Regions from separate parts of the Mus musculus genome. Here region 2 is linked to region 1. The links are chromatin contacts, called in public Hi-C maps. All regions are on one chromosome and are shown on one strand. Each heading gives the region's core, a stretch centred on a gene start, on an enhancer-like site or on the middle of the called end of the contact. The rest is flanking DNA. Distances are from core to core; before and after follow the strand shown.

Evidence for each region. A called contact is a pair of places that touch in the nucleus more often than the background predicts.
Region 2: a contact with region 1 is called in a Hi-C map of cortical neurons, with 7 times the contacts expected there. The contact joins two enhancer-like sites. A contact is called at or near these places in 2 of 15 datasets of contacts at CTCF or cohesin (large pre-B cells and pro-B cells), 27 of 484 Hi-C or Micro-C datasets (the AML12 cell line, the AtT-20 cell line, B cells and 21 more), 2 of 115 datasets of contacts at active chromatin or transcription factors (astrocytes and neural progenitor cells) and 1 of 9 other capture datasets (embryonic stem cells).

Annotation. Positions count from the first base shown.
Region 1 is chr6:3,508,887-3,516,263 of GRCm38.p6, reverse strand. All of the region lies in intron 2 of Vps50 (VPS50 EARP/GARPII complex subunit), which reads right to left. Among named protein-coding and RNA genes, the nearest start is that of Vps50, 14 kb to the right of the region's middle. Within about 2 kb of position 3,448, at least 57 of the 459 cell types and tissues checked have an H3K27ac peak or open chromatin away from gene starts, as enhancers often do. A contact at or near this core is called in cerebellar granule neurons, cerebral cortex, cortical neurons and 5 more, where this site is marked.
Region 2 is chr6:5,107,152-5,114,528 of GRCm38.p6, reverse strand. Ppp1r9a (protein phosphatase 1, regulatory subunit 9A) reads right to left here. Exons shown (of 16, transcript NM_001363809.1): 8 at 3,476-3,529; 9 at 699-928. Among named protein-coding and RNA genes, the nearest start is that of Gm46949, 43 kb to the left of the region's middle. Within about 2 kb of position 3,943, at least 212 of the 459 cell types and tissues checked have an H3K27ac peak or open chromatin away from gene starts, as enhancers often do. A contact at or near this core is called in cerebellar granule neurons, cerebral cortex, cortical neurons and 5 more, where this site is marked.

The DNA.
Region 1 (7,377 bases), core at 2,199-4,698:
AAAATCTGTCTGACTGCACATAACAAAACACCGTCTCAATGACCCCTGGAACACAGCCAGTACTGGAACTGTGCAGCGAGCATCTGACTCTGGTAGGAACCACAGAGAAAGGGGAGCTAAGCATCCAGCTCAAGAACAGGTTTACAAGTTGCATCCTGTATTCTATGATGCTCCTCCAAAGTGTATGAACGATGCAATTCTGACTGTGTACCAAACAAAGTCTTTGTTCCCAAAGCACAGAATGGGCTTCCATGCATTTCGTCTAAAGAAACGTGACAGACAGATGCCTATCCCTAATATTACTGTCTTTACACTATGCAATTTCATTGTATTATTTGACAATCCCTTGGTTAACTAGAAAAATCTCAACTTAGATATCTACTTCTTCCCACACTGGCTAATCAAAATGATACTACACTAAGATAGGTATGGTACAAATGCTGATAATTCTAAAATTTGGGAGGCTGAGGCAGGAAGCTCTTGAGGTTAAGGTCAGCCTGAGCTATCCAGTAAGTCTCTAAGAAAAACCAAAGACCCAGTCTTAACAACAGCAAAACAAAAAATGCTATTTTTAATTAGTTCTTTGAGAATTCCATATAATGTGCTTTAATCCCATTCAGTGTTCTCCCAACTCCTTCCAGACCCATCGAATTCTTTCTCATCTGTCCAACTTTGTAATCGCTTTATATTTTAAACCCATCCCATCCAATTTGTGTTGCACAAATACGCTTAGATGTGTGCTTTCTGAAGAGCCTGTGCTATACTCTTAAGGAAAATGAATCCTCCTCCCAATAGCTATCAACTGCCAGGAGCCCCTCAGCTGTTATAAACATAGAACAACGTAGCCATTCCTCTCTCCAAAGTTAGTATCAAATATATTTAAGTATAAAAAAGAAGCAGTTATTTAAAATCCTTATAATCATTAGTGTAATGCTTAGCAAACATTTTAATAAAGCAGCACTAAGCTTATTGACTTGTTTGGAGGGTGCACTGTGGCATACATGTGCAGGACAGGAAACTCCATGCAGAAGTTGGTTCCCTCCTTCCACCATGTGGGCCCCAGAGATCTAACTCATGTCAGCATTTGTGGTAAGTGCCTTTATCCACTGACCCATCTCATCAGCTCAAATCATCACTAAATAAATAACAAAATTATCACAAAATGTATCAGCCAACTAGAACATAGAGTGATGTTCTATGACTTATTGAGGTCATTTTATTTATTAAAAAATAACTTGCTTTGATATCTTTTAACCATAATTTATATTTTTAAAATTATAAACTATAGAATTAACTCCTATTGTAAATTCAAGCTAAATGTGTCAGAATACTATGTTGAAACTTAAAAGAACAAGATAACATTTGAATTTTAAAGTATTCAACAAGAGAACACAGGCATTTAAAAAAAAAAAAGTCAACCCTGTACATCAAACTCAATTTACAAAATATCCTAACAGAAAGGGGCAAAGACATGAGTATTCTGGATAACAGTATGATGTGATAGGTACCATGAGTATAGCATGAGTACAGCATCCTGGGCCTGGCAATGGCTCAGTTGTCTTCTTCATAAGCCTGGGAAGTTCAATTTAATTCCCAGAACCCACAGGACGTGAGTTTGCTCCAGTAATCTCAGCAATGGGGAGGTAGAGACAGGCTAGTTCTTGGGCTCTCTAGCCATCTTGTCCAGCCTACAATCCAAGGCATAAGTGAGAGATCTAGTCTCAAAAATACGGTGGAGGGCTCCTGAAGAATGGCCTCTGGACTCTATATACCCAAGTGACCGTGTACATGGACCTGAACACACACATAACCAACCAACCAAATAAATAAATAAATAAATAAATAACAACAACAACAACAAAACCCCCTACCATTGACACAATGAGAACAGCACTCCTGGAGCAGCAGGGGATGGGAAAAGGAAGTTATCCACTTAGCACCACGGACAGTAGGTGCTCAACTTGTGGGGTGGTGAAACCCACACCACCTGTGGAAGACAGGCAGCCTCCACCCATTAAATGCAAATATAAAGTGAGAAGGATGAACTAGAAAGAGAACTCAGAGTTTTCTCATAAACCTCCTTCCCTTAAAAAGGCACTGGCATCTCAAATACAAGTTTCAAGAGTGTGATGTCACCTAAGCACCACAATCAAATAAATGCAGTTGGTACCATTCAAAAAGAAATGTTGAACGTTACTAAATTGGAAACTATCATTTGTAGCTAGCTAAGTCCAAAACCTCAAAGGCGTGCAATGATCAAGCGACCCTCTCATCTTCAGGGTGTAACTAGCACATTACAGCACACAACAGCATGTTGATGCTCTCCTGCAACCCAGGACAGGCGGGCTGACCTGAAGGCAAAGACACTCCAGCTTTAGTTGCATCTCTACAACCTTGGAAATTTGATTTAGCCTCTTCAAACCTATTTTTTCATCCGCTTTAAAGTTATTAAAATTGCCAAAGGGAAAATGTGATTTCATTTAAAAATCTCACAAATGTACATTTCAAAAATATGATGGGTTTATAAAACCATTACAATCTGTGTAAGCATACAAAGGTCAGATGCCAGTCCTTCCTAGAGATCTATTCAGTCAGCATCCGAGAGCACGAGGAACCAACATGGAGCACTTCATACTCTAATGGGACAATCCTAAGTGAAGGGCAGAGACAAATGGAGCAAGGCAGGAAAAGGCAGAGCATACAGTGAGGGCCTCTCAACAACCAGCATGCCTCAACCTTAGGCTTAAAAGCCATCTTATAGTAAAGACACACTAAGTGCATTCCAGTTTATGATTAAAACTCTGTTTCTCAAGGATGCGGCTATACCCTCCTTGTAACCATAACTACAAATGGCTCCCTTCTGCCCGGTCCAGGAATGGCAATCATAACTTTGTTTCAAAAATTAATTACCATCTTGCAACCCTAACTTGGTTTCAAAAGGGTTGTTATGGCTACCCTGCTATGACTACCTGTTGTCACGACCACTTGTAATCATGTCTCTGTTTCAGCAGGCCCTTATGGCTAACATGCTATGCTTATGTTCTGTTCTAGTAACCCACCAAATCCTTGATTTAGAAACCCTGCGCTATATACATAAACAAACAAACAAACAAACAAACCCTTGTCTTCCTCACACCCAAGTCTGACCTCTCAATCCCCACCTTAGGAGGAGGCAGCTTGTGTACACAAATAAAAAAGCTTGCTTTAACTAATTGCTTGCTTTAATTAGTTTGGCCTTGATGATTTGTGACAGTGGTCTTTCTCCCGTTAACACTTTTGTGGACCCAGATACCCTGATACATCACTGCATCCCAATAAAACAGCCCTCCTTCCAGCCCATCTAGTGACTTCTCTGTGAAATGCACATCTGAGCTCATTCATACTGCTTGGAAGAGACTGTGTCTCTTGCAGCTGCTGCATGTGCAGCCTGCCAGGCACTGCTTCCTTCCACCTCATCCCTCCCTACACACTTCCTCCCTCAGCAGGCCGCCTGCTTAGTCCCAGCCACACTGGGAACTACATCGTGATGCTGTGCAGTGCCCAGATCCACAGCACTCCAGGAACAATTACAGGGCATTCTGTAATTTAACAGGGAGGGATAGTCAAAAGAAATATGAGACAAAGACAGTTGTGGTAAGCACCATGGTCCATAAACTCATAATGCTTCTATTAATGAGAAATCACAAAAATGTAAGAGTATTTTCTGTATGTAAATGAGAAAAATAAACACAAACAGCTACACTGCATATTTTAATATAACTGTTGCATAATTTTGCTAGAGTTAAAAACTCACTGCCTAGCATTAGAGATGTACAAAAATATGCAATTCTGTATCTAAAATAGAATCAACAGGGTAGTTCATAAGTATGAGATATTTTATATACAAAATGAACAAAAGACTCCCTATAAAAATTTTAAGGCAAACAGAAAAAACTAGATCCAAATAAAACCCTTTACGGCATATTAAAACATGTTAAGAAAAAAGAGGTTACAATAATGAGATAGGTCAGGTAAATTTTGAAATAAACAGTTCAGTCTTGCCAACTGTTATATTATTAATGAAGTATTTAAGGATTTATTTTATAGTTACAGAGTATAATTAAATGAGTATTAAGATTAGTGCACTGTAAAAGCTCTTTAAAATGTGAAAATCCAAAACTAATTTGCCAACAAGTAAATGCTATAAAAATGCAACAAAACGGTCAGTCACTAAAATACAGAAAATGTACATCAACGCATCTCATAGTTAAAGCTGGAAAGAGACAAAGTCGTGGATCCAACTGCAGACAGAGGAAACGAAAGCCGAGAAAGCACAAGAACACTTGGGCCCACGGTGCCATCACTTAGGCTTGATAGCCTGCTTCACAGGCTCTGATACCGACCCTCGGTCAGTGGAGCCGCATGGAGCAAATGTTGATTTTATTCTCCACATGTAAAACTCTCCTCCACAGCACAGCCAGGGCTGAGTAAAAATCGGCCTTGCCCTCCAGCAGTGACTAAAGAGCCTGATGAACAAATAAACAGCAAGGCCAGCAGAGCGGAGGGAAGAAAGGAGACAAAAGACCAGCGCACAAGTGCTCTCAACCCCAGGGAGGAAAGAGAAATTCAGAAGACAGAAGAACACAGAGAAATCCAAGTTTAAAGCGAGGACCAGAACAAAATGCAATTATGAAATTGTGATGCAGAATCAAGCAATAAAGAGCCTTGATTTGAAAAACAAAAACATGGCATGAAAACACTAGGAAGCCATAAGAAGCAAGGCAACAATTGGGACTTGTAAACCACGGGTATGTACAGACATACATACATGTATAGGTGTTAGAATTATGTTTTCCTCTAATGAAAGTAAATAACATATGCCATTGTACCAGACACAGTATCAAAAGTAAGCATCGATGTTCAATATTTTATTAAGGGAATAAAGCAGCCTGGCTTATTTGAGCAACCTGGCAGGGAACTTGCTGTTTAGAGGCTATTTCCCGGTCTCACACGCAGCACATTGACTACATTACCACCTAGCTGCTCCTCCATTCGATTATCTCGGAGGTAGATAACGCTACAGGAACAAACACACAGAAAACGTAGACTGCGGATGTAGCTTTATGAGAAGTGAAGAAAAAGATTCGTAACAGATATTTCAGTCAGTATTTCTGCTTTAGCCGGGCTACTTTTAATCTCAACATAAAAACAAAAGGTTTTATGGGGATTCAAATCCATAAAACAAAGCAAGCCCTCAAATGAAGGATGTGAGGAGAACATTTCCAAGATATTTACGGTTTCTAAGGAACGAAATGGTCATTTTAAAAAACAATTTCACATCACAGGGTCACTTCTTAGGGAATTCATCTGTGTTTAAGGAAAAAATAAAACAACTACAAGCTTTGCATTTTGGTAATTTCAAATTATCCAAAACTCCATACTGATTGAGCCCAAAACCTAATCCATAAGTAACTAGTTGTAACTGCCCCCCTCACAACTAAAGTCAGCACAAACAGCACCTTATACACATAGCACTCAATTTTAGGTAGCTATTCAAACTAATTATATAATGCAAACTGACATGAATCCCTCAGTTCATAGGTCACTATCAAAACTGCAGAAAATTAATAGAATAAATCCTGGAACCCCAACGTCTCTCATATTAGATCACAGTTTACACATGCTTGATTCTCTACCTAGAGGGCAGGAAGCTAAGAGAGACAGATAGACAGAGACAGAGAGACAGACAGACTGAGTGTGTTAGAAGGATGAGGAGGAGAGATTTTGTTCCTCTAAGCATACATTTCCTGTCTGCTCTCTTGTCTTGTGTGTGTTTTAACTGTTAGCATCTTTTCATCAGTCAAGATGGCAGGGCAGAAATGACAGTTACAACTGCTGTGGTCTCGTAAAGCTAACATCCTGTTAGAGCCCTAATTGAAAGCAAAAAATTAATAAATTTAGTTGCCAAAATCTATATACAGTGAACAAGAAAAAATATATGGTTTTCAATATTTGATCAGTATTATTAAAGTCATAAATCACTGAACAAATAGATATAGGGTTGATCTACTTCCAAAAGAAACAATTCAAACTAATTATATAATGCAAACCTATTCTCAGATCTCAGGTCCCTCAAACCATGTACCACATAAGATTATAATGAACTGCCATATGTCTGATTACGTGGAAAAATGGTACATTTCTTATATTCCCACTAGAACAACAATAACAATCTATGAAATGTAGCGGCTTTCTCAGTTTGTTTCTGTGTAAGTAAAGCAGGCTGTAAATGCCTACCCTGTTTTCATCAGGTTTAAAGTGCCATCTAGTGGAGTACTGGTTACATTACAATTTGAAAGAAGGCTACAAGTAAATGATTTATGAACACTTGTGCAAGGGATATTAAAGTATGACTATTTTAACCCATACCTGAAATAAGATTAGGTAATAAAAACATTTTAATCACTTTATGGAAAAAGTAAGTAATGAATAAAAACTGATTTCAACCATAGAAATGTACTACATTGATCTACTTATAAATCACAAAAATCAGAAGTCATAAATTTTTTTCTTGACCCTTTGCCAAATATTCGTATCAATTTCTTTTGTTAAAATGTAAACCCAAGTCTGGGATTTTAACATATTTTCATGTATTTACTGTATGAAAAACATTGACGATAATAACATTGGAAACCTTAAAACTTTTAAACTCTCTTTAAAAATAATGCTCAGCTTCCATGACACACTGTCTGCCACTACTGGGATGCTAATACTGGAGAGCACACAGCACATTCAGGGAGTCAGACAGTAAAGTGCCATGCGCGCCCTCCCTGTGTTTTCTCGGCTCTTAGATCCGCTTAGAAGAACAAGGTCTATGCTGAGAGGAGCATCGCAGCCCCTCCAGCCTCGGGGCTTCTTGGGCTTTCCCTGTTCATATCTAGCAAACCCTGAATCTTGGACTCTGCTTTCTTTTCTTTTCTTCCCCCCCCCCCTTTTTTTTGGATTCTGCTTTCTAAACGTCCCTCAAACATACAGCTTCTCTGTTTCTCCACGTCATGAATGTGTCTTCTTAATCAGCAGCCAGGACTTCACCCCTGTGTAACAAACACAGACAGACACCCCTCACCTTTCCTCATCAGATCTAGGACCCTGCTTTTGAACCACTCCTTGGTCTCCAGCGCCATGCATATGATGTCCAAGGTTTCTCCTTAGACCTTACACTAGTCTCAAAATATACAATTAAAATAATAAAAAATAAAACAAGAGCCTCTGGCTCATCAGACAGCTCGACAGACAAACCGTTCTCCTCTTCCCCGCCCTCGTTTTCCTAGGGAGCTGAACCAGCATGGAAATTGCAAATATTAATCCTTTTTAACCTAACTAGCCACAGTGTGATCC
Region 2 (7,377 bases), core at 2,694-5,193, 1.6 Mb before region 1:
CTATTAAAATATTACTTCTAAGACAGGAAAGAAACAAGATGATGTACATACACATTGAGCTTCTAAGGCTTGTCACAGAAAACCACAAAAGGTGCTGGTGTTTGGTCTAGTGAGTCAGGAATAATTCATGAGAATCCCTCTGGGCATGCTCAGTAACGTCAAACCCAGGAGGAGGAGAGGAAGATGCACAGCTCAGAAAAGAGCTACTGAAATTTCACAGCAGGGCATGGCAAGGGTCTGCCTTAGTGTGGTGACCTGGGGCCCTGACAGTCGTACTGAGAAACGCAGCTCGTGTGGAGGCCTTGTAAGTCAGTGTCCACACTGCCTGTAGAGGCGAGGTCTGTGGAAACTGATTTTAAGAACACAGACGAGGCCCATCCAGCCTTTTCTGCATGTAGCATGCCCAACTGTCAGCCAAGCATCCTGACTAAGCTCAGCCGCACTCCTGGCTCCTAAATCATAGAGATGCTTTCCAAAAGAACCAACAAGTCTCAATGCTATCAGACACTCAGGCGGAGTCAAACAGCAACACCCAGAATGTTCCCATGAGAAAAGTTACTCCCTTAATCCACCATGGCTGTGATCTGACAGGGACAGCCCGGCCTGTCCTTCTGCCCCCTCTGACTAGTGTAAACACCCGGGGACAAGCCTTCCTCTCCCTGTGCCTGTGCTGCCCTTAGCTCACTATGAGCACTTACTTTTGCTGGAAGTCTTTGATCAGCTTCTTTGCTTTGTTGTATTTCTTTTCCAGGGCTTGGTACTGGCTCTGAGTCTCTTTGAGATGCTCATTCACCGTATGACATAATGTCTGAGCCTCGATCCAGTAGCTCTCCAACTTCAGCATCCGTTCTTTATTCTCTTCTATATTCTGTTGCAGTTGGTTCTTTTCTAGTTCCCACCTTACTTTCTCATTTTCGGCTGCTTGAAGCTGGAGAAAACAAATGTCAAGGCAAAAATAATTTGGGCATGTCTGTAGCACCATCTCTCCACACTATTAGCTTTTTAAGATAAAACCCTATTGTTATATACAATCAGTCAGTCATCAAAACAGCTCAAGATGAGAAGAGCAACTGTTCTTTCCATATCCATAGAGGATAAAACGGAAGGCTTGAAAAGAGAAATGATTTGCTCAAGGTTACCCATCTGATAAAAGACCAAACACAAATCTGACATGAACTCCCATGAACTCTCTTTGCTAGCATGCCGTTTGAAATACTGCAAGCAGGAAATGGTGTCTAGCGCATCACTGATTAGGTCCACTAAATGTTGACACACGTTGTTTGAAAGCACGTTAAATAAAGAGTAGGACAGGAAGTTGATGATTAATTAAGAAGGGAGCGGGGGTGGGAAAGGAGCAGAAGCAAAGGCACTAATGGTGAGGAAGGGACTTAGCTTATGGGTTGTTCTCCTCAACACGTGGGCACGAGGTTCAGGCTTCTAAGAGTTACCACCTGTGTCTCGGGTGGTGACTCAGGTGCCCTTAGAGTCAGAGGGCACCTGTGCTCTCACCACTCTGCATCCTTGCAACACCTCGTGGGCACCCTAACCATTTGAGAGAGTCAGCTCCTGTTACTGTGCTTTTAACCCTTTGGGGGATGTTTCTAGGTTGTTGATTTCAACTGACATGAACACATTCTGTCACTCAGTATATCACAGGGAGTGTTAAATACATCTACAGCTTTTCAAACCTTACTTTATACTATGTATAAAAGACAGGGAAAAAATAAAGGCATTAATAGTTGTCCTGTTAATTTAAATCCCTCCAACGGATCAAAAAGACAGCTCTGTGTAGTTTCTGTCTCTGGAAGTTCTTAGAAACACAGAGTGCAGTTTTTTTTTCTGGGCCTCTTGGTTATAGAGTCCAGGAAAGAGGAAGCCGGTCCAGCGCTGCTCTTAATACAGAACTCATGACACTGAGTTTCAGATGAGGGTTTAAATTGCCCTGACAACCACGTTCTCTTCACCTTGCTACTCTGTCTACCCTTTCTACGTACAAAGCTATCAAGGTTCAAATGACATCCCCATTCTATAGAGCATTGAACAAATGGAGATACACATTCACACAAATGTACACATTTCTATGTCACAAGAATAGTTTTGTGAAAAGTATTTTACTAAATACATGTGGACAAGAGGTTACAAAGTAAAGATTAGTCCCAAACACTGAAGTGAAGAAATCTATATAACATTGATAATAATCACATGTTTTCAAGTGTTATCATATACCAACCTAAAAGGAAAATATAAAATAGTAATTTGTAGACTTTTCTAAATTAATTCTTCATAAATAAATGCCTAAGCCTGTCTATGGGAGCATTTATAAACACAGGGGCTCTTTTCCCTATTTGTAACCAACAGTTTATAAGATCTGCTTTTTAAAGTCAAAAAACAGTTTTCAGATAAAAAGGGCTTGGTTTTTTACAGCATCTTTAATGAATGCTTTATAGCAGTTGTTTAGGTACCAGCCCTGCTAGCTTTAAACTTAAAATTCACGGTGCGCCGCGGACACCATGAATGATGCTGAAATAAGCTTTGACTAGAGAGCTCCAGAGCGTATTAGTCAGGAATGCCACTTAACCAAAGTAGCCAGCTAACTCATCTCCACTTAACCAGCTAACTCATCTCCATTTAACCAGCTAACTCATCTCCATTTAACCAGCTAACTCATCTCCATTTAAAACACATGGAAAACCCAAAGCATGTATTCACTGTGAATCAGAAAACAGATCACTCGACGTAGGCAATAATTATTTTGTAATTTTAAAAAGACTATGGAAACAATACAGCATCGTTTGAAAGCAACTGAAGATATTTTTAAGTCTCTGAAAACATACATTTGATAGAAATGAACAACAATAGCTAGAACTGTATCTTGTACAAGAATTTTACAGTTTCCTTTGATGTCTCACTATTTCATAGAGATTAAAAATATTTTCTTTTATTAATATTTTTCTCTTCAACAAATTTAAATAATGTGAAGTGAGTATATCTCAAGATTTCCAGTAGCAGCTGAATCTAAATTAATTACACAATGCATAGAATGAGCTTATAACTTTACTTCTTAGACATGGGAAGTTTTTCCTAAAAAGAAATTAATGTTCCACATTAAAACAATACATTGCTTCCAGTAAATTAGCTGAAATTATTATAAGGTAAATGACAGAAAGGAGATTTGCTATACCAGCTTATATTTTAGAAATTAATACACAGATGCTTGAGCCATTAAAAATATTATTTTTAATGAAATTTCAGAGAGACTAAACAGTTTAAATCTACTTAAAACACCAAGTGCCCTGTGGCCTTCTCTGGTTATGTGCGGTTATGCTCAGTCTCAAGACAGGTCCATCGATGTACTTAATGTTGGAAATGACCATCTCATGGAAATATGCTCTCAAGTGCACGGGAGCAAATCCATTACTCCCAGAGTATCTGAAGTTTAAAGAGTACAATTCAAACACCACGGAGCGGTGCTTACCTTGGTCTTCAATTTTTGAATCTCTGCTTCTGTAACTGCATGTTTGATTTGCAACTGAAAATTGAAAAGAAAAACATCTCAACTAAGAGTGTTTCTATATTTTTAAAGACTCAGCAGCGAGAAGAATATCTTATGACACAATTAAAAAAATGCTCAGGACCCTGCTGCATTGCAGCAGGTTGTAATTACAAATGTCTAGCATGTAAAATGACTCAGTGGGTGCAAACTAATTAAACATAGGGTTTATGACTCACGGTCCCTAATATCCGATTAAGTTACCAGTTTAATTGCTAAGGGGCCAAAGAAAAGAAAACTCATTTCTTGGCCTCTGCTGCTCTGCCTTTACGATCTGAGCGTCCAGGAGCTGTTTCCTTCCTGAGGCTCGCCCACAGAATGGCTTGAGCCAGCCAGTCAACAGGCCTCGCACAGTGTGAAGAGTCATTCCCACATCGTGCAGAAAGGTGGCGCTGTGGCTCTGTGAGTCGCTCTCACATTCCGCAGAGCAGCTCTGCAGCAGAGGAAGGAGTGGGACGCAGTGGCACAGAAATCTCCGGTTTGTTTTCCGTTTGTGTTCCTTTTTAACCGCAGGAAAGGTACAGATTCAAAATTCTGCCTTCCAAAAGATCTACCTGTATAAAGACTCCAAGCCCCAAAGCATTTTCTTTACAACACAATAGTGGTCTTTGCCATTTGTTTGCTTTACTCCCCCGCCCCCACTCCCTCCCCGACCACGACTGTTTTCCTTCTAGGGGTCATTCATTTCTTTAAGGGCTAAACACCCTTGAATTTAGGGAAAACAGTTTACAGGTTCACAATTTGTTCTCTGGATGTTTTTGATGGGAAGGATGTTTTTGAAATTCCCAATTCTCCCGGTTTTATAGGTCCAAACAGCCCAGTGGAGGGTCTGGGGAGGGAGACACTTTGCAGCCAAGCCCATGAACATTTTCTGCTCTGCAGCTGAGCACAGCCACTAAGTGATGCAGGTGGCACTGTTTCTTTTGGTTATGCTGAATCCTAAATTGGTTTGCCACAAAGTTACTGAAGACCACATCCCACCATCTCACCCCCCCCCCTTTTTTTTTTGTCCAAAGTACTTCGGAGTTAGGACTGTACCGAATCTGGGTTTCTTGGTTTTATGCCACAATCTTAGTGGTCCGTCTCACTCAGATGCCATTAGCAGATACCCAAAGTGTGAGTGTGCCAGGCAAGGAAACTACACCAAGCTTTCTCAGTGAAAAATACTGGCAGAGGTCTTTTGTGCTCACCAGAAATCCTGATCCCTTAGTGAGTACAGCGATGTGGGGAAACTGAGGCTCAGAGCAAATGATCAACCTAACTGTACAAAAAAAACCAACACTAGAACTGGATTAGATCTTGGATATCTAGGTTCTGATCTTGTGCCATTTCTCTAAAAAATTAAAGATGAACTTTATAAGCATCTACTGAGGGGCTCTAGGCAAGATGCTGTAAAGATAACACCCCCCCACACACCTCTCTCAAATAAACAGCCATGATAACCTGCCACTCAAGAATAAAGCCACAAAAGAATATTCTTTAATATACAACATGGAAATGTATATACAACCACAAGGAATTATTTTCCAGAGGTATTATATTCTTAGAGAATAAAGCAAATTCATATGCCTGGATGATTTTTTTCCCATCCATTACTAACAAAAATATCTACTCTGTTGTTTAAACTAATCTGAGTGTGGGCTCTGTTTATAGCTTTCAGTAAGAACGCGCGCGCGCACACACACACACACACACACACACACACACACACGCACACGCACACGCACACGACTAACTGTAACTGAATCAAAATGTCTACGTGTGACTACCAGAAAGGGGCAGGCAGAAGCCTCGTCAGCATCACCTGCAGCACTCCACTTAGCCTGTGCAGGCGTGGAAAATATTTTGGAAGTGAAAAATATTATCTTTGCAGGGGAGTTTTAAGAGTGCTCTAGAACCAGACATTTTCTATCAGATAAGAGCAACATTATCGGCTCTCGTGGCACCAGGGCAGCCTGCCTGGAATTCACACACAACTCTGAGAAACGGTTTCTGCACTGTGTAGACTTTTTTCTATCGTTTATGCACTGGACTGAGGCCTGTTTTGTCTGCAGGGAGCTAATGGAGCTGGAGGTGTTTTTGAAGATATATGATGTTATTAAAATGTAGCAGTGGCAAATCTTTGCCATCTTTTTCTAAGCTTAATAGATGGTGCTTTGGTTTTGGTTGTTTTTTTTTTTTTTTCCAACAAAAGTGGGTTTTATTTCAGGGAACTACATATGCAAAACAAGCTGCAATTAGCTGGTGGAGTCGTAACTCAACCTGGTCAGAAGGTCCCCACCAGGGTGGTGAACTGAGCGCAGGGCAAACCTCTAACAAGGCTGCTTGGATTCTCAGAATGTGGTTATTAATGAGCAACGTGTTGGTTACATCTCTCAGACTGTGATTACAGCTCCTTTAAAAATAAGCATCTGCTTACTGCTAAAGAGGTAACAACTCACAGCTCCCCTTGTCAGTGAACCTTCCACATAGATGGCTTTATTTAGTCTCGAGTTTATTTTTCACAGACTTAAATCACACAGTTTTTAGACTTTGGCTTCCCCTAACAACAAAAGCAGATTTGTTTTCGCTGGTACTAGCAGTTCTGGCTACCAAAGCTGTGGTGGGGATACCTCAGCCCTGTAAAGAGAGGATCCACTCTGACTCAGCCTCTCTCTTCTCTACTTCCCACCCAGGAAGTCAGTCAGAACAACTTTCAATCCGAAGGGCAGAAACTAAAAAACAAAACGAACAAACAAACAAACAAAAAACCCAACAAACAAAAAGCCAAGCCAAGCCAAACTGTTCACAGGGACAGGAGCTCAAGCTATTTAGTGGCTAGGAAGATGTCTGCGTGGGTCAGAGGATTTGTTGCTAGCCTGTAAGGACCTGAGCCTGGATCTCCAGCACCCACATTAAAAACACTGAGCATAATTAGTCACCAAGCACAGACACTATTGCAATACGCCAGCAAGATTTTGCTGAAAGGACCCGATATAGCTGTCTCTTGTGAGGCTAGGCCGGGGCCTGGCAAACACAGAAGTGGATGCTCACAGTCAGCTATTGGATGGATCACAGGGCTCCCAATGGAGGAGCTAGAGAAAGTATCCAAGGAGCTAAAGGGATCTGCAACCCTATAGGCGGAACAACATTATGAACTAACCAGTACCCCGGAGCTCTTGACTCTAGCTGCATATGTATCAAAAGATGGCCTAGTCGGCCATCACTGCAAAGAGAGGCCCATTGGTCCTGCAAACTTTATATGCCTCAGTACAGGGGAACGCCAGGGCCAAGAAGTGGGAGTGGGTGGGTAGGGGAGCAGGGTGGGGGGGGAGGGTATGGGGGACTTTTGGGATAGCATTTGAAATGTAAATGAAGAAAATACCTAATAAAAATTGGAAAAAATAGAAAAGACCCCCCCTCCCCCCGCAAAAAAAAAAAAAACAAAACAAAACAAAACACCGGGCCATGCTCAGTGGCGGGCTCCCTGTGGCCCCAGGGCTCTGGCAGAGGAGGACATGAGACAGGATCCTTGTGATGTGCTGTTGACTCAGCTTCAGGGTTAGTGAGAGACCCCGTCTCAAGGGAATGGCTGGGGTGGGGGTGGGTAACAGACAGAGCAGAACACTGGATGTCCTCTGGCTTGTAAGCATGTGCATCTGTGCATACATGTGTGTATACAGCACACATACACTCACACACAAGCATGTGCATCTGCGCATACATGTGTGTATACAGCACACATACACTCACACACAAGCATGTGCATCTGCGCATACATGTGTGTATACAGCACACATACACTCACACACAAGCATGTGCATCTGCGCATACATGTGTGTATACAG